2 separate regions of the Nothobranchius furzeri genome follow, and region 2 is linked to region 1. A link is a contact called in public Micro-C data. All regions are on one chromosome and are shown on one strand. Each heading gives the region's core, a stretch centred on a gene start, on an enhancer-like site or on the middle of the called end of the contact. The rest is flanking DNA. Distances are from core to core; before and after follow the strand shown.

What was found. Hi-C and Micro-C count contacts between places; a contact is called where the count stands out from the background.
Region 2: a Micro-C map of tail fin shows a contact between it and region 1, with 14 times the contacts expected there. The contact joins the enhancer-like site here to the promoter of ptk2bb in region 1. A contact is called at or near these places in 2 of 2 Hi-C or Micro-C datasets (skeletal muscle and tail fin).

What each region holds. Positions count from the first base shown.
Region 1 is chr2:1,819,812-1,822,445 of NfurGRZ-RIMD1, forward strand. ptk2bb (protein tyrosine kinase 2 beta, b) reads right to left here and starts at 1,303. Exons shown (of 31, transcript XM_070542717.1): 1 at 1-1,303.
Region 2 is chr2:1,943,549-1,946,182 of NfurGRZ-RIMD1, forward strand. No RefSeq gene overlaps it. Among protein-coding and RNA genes, the nearest start is that of zc3h14, 12 kb to the right of the region's middle. Within about 2 kb of position 1,308, at least 2 of the 3 cell types and tissues checked have an H3K27ac peak or open chromatin away from gene starts, as enhancers often do. A contact at or near this core is called in tail fin, where this site is marked.

The DNA.
Region 1 (2,634 bases), core at 53-2,552:
CTTCTGCCGTGTGGTTGAGTTGCTAATGCTAACAGTTAGCTCCTGCTAGCTGAGACATTCCATGCTGTTTCCTGGACGCTACAACAACACCAGCCTTCCCCCATCGTGAGTCAAGATGGGCGAGTCCATGACTGTGAAGTGACAGTGTGACGTAGATCTCTCTGGATTTTCAGAAGCTAACGCAGGAGATAGGTGTAGAAGACTATTTTCATGCTCAACCTGCATTAAAAACTCTGAGTGACCGATTATAATCAATAAAAAATGCTTTTTCAGTGTTCCACACCTTTAAAAGAAAACTAAAATTTGAAGCAAAAACTTGTTGAATTAACAACAAAAGTCTAGAAAACAGCTCAGTCTGACTATTTTTTTTTCTATGCGCATGCCAGGCACACAGCATTGCAGCCTCAGCGCTGTCTAGCTGGCACTTGAGTTGTTATGCTAACGAATAATTCCCATTGAGAGCCTTTTTATTGTCGTGAAGCAACTCTTTCAACACGTCGCCACAATGGAGGCTTCAGCGGGACAATGAGAGGGATTATTTATTACTCAGACAAGTTGTAGAGGTAATAGATCCTTGGAGAAACATAGGCTGTGCTTTCGGGTAGAGACTGGGAATAACACATTTGTGATGGCTGGAGGTGGAATTCCCGGAGGGGGACAAAGGAAGGGACACATCTTTAAAACAAAACTGCACTTGAGGAAAAAGGAAATGAACATAAACAGAAAGACAGTAATACATCACAACTCGAATCCCTTTTCGAATTGCTTTTGGTTGTTTTTTTTTATTCTAAATTCCAACAACTTCCTGCATTTAGGAGAATAAATCCAGCTTTCGGCCTGTTTTCTTGGGAGAGCTGTTCAGGGTAAATCTGTCAGGACATGCAGCGTGTCTGCACCAGGATCAGCAGCAAACAGATCTGGAGTCAGGCGTTCTTCGTTCCAACAGTGCTGTTATGACCAGATTCACTAGTCATCATCAAGCTTGTTCTGTGACCTCTCATGTTCCCCTTTAATAAAAGACTTGTGACTGTGAGAGTCTACAGCTCACCAATGTGACCCGAGGCGCTGGAATGTGGCTGGCTGCTCCTCACCTGCACAGACACGCTTTACAACTAAACACAGTTCTCAGAAAACAGAACACGGTGTTTCACCGCCCCGTTAGAATAACCACTGACTGCACAAAAAACAAATAAGAATGGAATGGGTAAACCAGATATCCGGACTCCCAAAGTCCAATAACTGGATGCATAAACCCTGTTTGAGTTATAAACTGATATAATTCACCTGAACAGGACCTTACTGAGTCATCAGAACATCTGGATTCCTACCTGATTCTGACCGTACTCCTTGTCTGTGAAGAAGAAAGTTGATTAAAACTCCAGAGAAGTTGAGGTCGAGCAGGTCGTCTCTCACACGGACTGTCAGCAGCAGGAGAGGTGGCAGGTGGCCACTCCCTCACCTCTTCCAGGTGGAGTCACTTCCTTATTCCAGGAATCTTGTGTTCTTGCGCCGTTTTCCAACTCAAAGTTATCCAGGAGCAGCTGTTTGAGTCTTTTAGTTGTTATATTTCTAATGCAAATCCTCTCATTACACAAAACATTTAAAATAACTCACAGCACGGGTCAAAAGGTTAATACATTTATAATTTTATGTAGAAGTACTTAAAAATAACTTACTAATAACCAAAACAAACTTTTCACTTTTAACTTCATATTTTTCTTCCCTCGTTGGTCCTCCAGTTCACTTTTACGTGTGCCTCTTTTTGTAATTATGCTATCTGACCAGAGGAGGGCAGTGTAGCCTTAAAATGTTGCTGGATTTAACGTTTAATTTATATTTTGTAAAAATAAAATAAAATAAAAAGTGGATAAAATCTTAAAAGTTTCCTAAAAATGTAACTCAATTAAAAAATGAATATTATGTCACACAAATATGAAAATAAATATTTTAGAAGTAAGAAAATTAAAATGTTTGTTTTTTTAGGACAGGAAATGTTTTTAACTCAGCTTTTGGAGGATTTTAAAAAAATACTTTATTATTAATTATAATGGTAGATTTCTGTGATGATGATAATAATAATGTAGGAAGAAGAAGAAGAAGAAGAAGAAGAAGAAGAAGAAGAAGAAGAAGAAGAAGAAGAAGAAGAAGAAGAAGAAGAAGAAGAAGAAGAAGAAGAAGAAGAAGAAGAAGAAGAAGAAGAAGAAGAAGATTTATTAATCAATTGTTTATAGACTTGTTGTTTTAGGTGTTTTTATAAATAAAGTTTATTTAATTTCACTTTTTTATCAGGACTAGATAAAAACCATAATAAGTTTGTTTACAACAAAAGAGCATCTAGAAATAATGGGCAAAATATTGTGTTGGAGGTAAAACAAGTGATTGAACATAAAGAACTTTTTTTCTCATATCAAAAGTATGAAATACATATGAATAAACAACACAGATGGATGAATTCAGCCCGCTTCACTGCAGCTTCATGCTGCCTGAATATTTTTCACTATCATAATATTATGAACCCACACAGCCAGAGGCATAATAACTCAGTTGCATTATTAGCTCATTTACATGCTGCCATAACACAAATATATGATGCCTCACACATCTCTGAGTTCTCAGGGAGGACCACAGATGTTC
Region 2 (2,634 bases), core at 58-2,557, 120 kb after region 1:
AGTTTACTGTCTCCTTTTCCCAATAAGAGCAGCTGTGTACAGCTTATCTTCTTTCTGTTCTGTGCAATAGGTGGGAAAATTGAGCAATCTGATTGGCTAGGACTCAAGCTGTCTCCTTTCAATCTGCATTTGGTCAGGTAAAGCTTTCTTCTTCTAAAATGTGTCTCACCAACAAAATGACCTGTGTTTATAGTTCCTTGTTAGGGTTCTGCAACCCCCAAGGCACTTTGTCATCCACATATTCACACGCTGATAGTGATGAGCTACAACGTAGCCACAGCTGCCCTGGGGCACACTGACAGAAGCAGGACTGCCGAACACTGGTGCAACCGGTCCCTCCGACCAGCACCAGCAGGCAAGGTGGGTTCAGTGTCTTGCCCAAGTTCACAACAGCAACATTTTCTGGCGGGAGCTGGGATCAGACCGACAACCTTCCCATTACTGTACAACCTGCTCTGCCTCCTGTGTAGCTCAGAAGGGCGATGTCTACCTCAAAACACACCCGCTATGAAAGTTTCTTTGTTTTTTCTTTTAATATTTATTAAAAAACAGTATTGCATTGATGCAGATTAAAGCATGTGACGACTTGCAGAGGATGTTTCAACCCTGCTGATGGATCTTTGTACAAAGCTGAAGAGGTCCAGACATCCCTGTGATCTAATTAAAATAGTAGGATGAATAAAAACTGCAGTAAAGTTGTGGTGGGGCTACAGAAAAGAACAAGGAGTGATGTTGTGTGTGAGGGGTCATGCGTACAATTCTAGTGGAAAAATATCACAACAATGAAAATAATAGCTGTAATTAAGACCAATGCTAACTCAAATTTAACTCCTTAAAGGGTTTTGTTTCATCCTAAAAGTCTTGTGAGAACAATGTTCCTCAGCGATTTGCATACTAGTGTTGATGAACTGTGCAAACAAAAGCAGACAGAGACGAAGCAGGACTGGGAATGTGTTAGACGTTTGTCTAGACTGCAGCCGAGATCCTTCCCGTCATTGTTAGATGGCATTGAATGGCTGCAAAACAGGAAATTATTGTGGAGTAGAAACATGCTGCAGTGGGCATTAGAAAGTCAAAGTCACATGCAATTAAAATGTAAGATGAAGGATTTTGTAATGAAATTAAATTTCAATTTAAAACAATGTTGGGTGATTAAAGTTTCTGGCACAACTTTGTTTTTCCTACAATCAGAAAATTTCCTGAGCAGGTTTTAAAATTAAGAGTTTGATCAACTATTCTTTCATCTTTTATGATCCATTAAGGAGTTGTGGTTTAAACTATGGAGTCTAGTGCTCTGAACAGTCTCTTCTGCCACCCTGTGGACAAAACGTTGTTTTATTTTTTGTGTTTATTTCCCTGTCTGACCTTGTTTTACCAAAACCAGATCAAACTGCTGATTGCATTTACTCGCCCTGCCCCATGAAACGTTTGGGCCTGTCGCACTTTCCAGAAAATATTTGTGTTCGTTTCTCAGCACAATAAACAGGAACTTAGTAATAATTCAGGTCAGTTTAATATAGTTTAATAAGTCACTAAGGAGAATAAAACGCTGATGTTTAATTTTGAAAGGGATTTGGGGACATTGTACATGCAACTGCACGTAATAAACTAACAAATCTGTTGATTTTTTACTTTTATTTATTTATTTAGAAAGTTGCTTAATTTTTACATGTCTCATTTTATATTACATACGTTCATGAGACATTTCCTAAGTATGGTGGCTTTTTTATCATCAAAAATACAAAGTGAATGATAAACTAAATTAGTGGCTTTAACTTCGTTTCCGTTTTATCTAAAAGCAAGTAGACCACAAGGCAGCCACAGATTGTGGAAACGGCTGCAGAGATTAATAATCACTGTTAAAAGTGCAAAAGATTAGCTAAACCATGGCTCAAATAAAATAAATAAAACTACAATAAAACCTTCACAATCTAACATGTGAAACAATGTGAAACACATTCACACAGAATTCCTTTTTCTTTATTATTTTTCTATATAATATATATTTATTTGTTTGTTTGTTTATTCATTGGTTTGCATGTTGTCACCTCTTCTGGCCAGATCTTGTACCGGTGAGAAAAACGAGCGAACCCATCATCAAAGTCGACTCTTCTCGCGCTGCTTCGGGTTTCTCCGACAGTCACGTGATCGTACGTTAAATTTCCAAGAGCATCTGGCTGCAGACATCAGCTGGCGTCTTTGCCGTGCCAGGAAATGACGTATCCGGAAAAATAAGTGTCATTACCTTCGCCGGAAGTCATTACCTTTGCCGGAAGTAGGTTTTTTTTTCGGAAGTCATTACCTTTGCCGGAAGTTTTTTTTCCTTGAATACGCTTTATTGACAAAGCACAAAAGTAGTTTGAATTTGTCAAAACCATACCGTGTCGTTTTTCTCTTCGATTTGTACATATTTAAGAGAAAAATAACACGGTGGGTCATTACCTTAAAGAGCAAGTAACGTCTAAATTAACTTTTTTTTGCTGATGAACTGTATAAATGAGTGTCTATAGTGTTTTAAATGTGTGCATTCTTTATTTTAGCATTTTTTCACTGCTCAGAGTGAAGGGAGCTAGCTTCGTCTAGTTAGCCATCGTCTTCGTCACTGCCGCGGCTCCGCCCTCTCGGTCCTCCAGG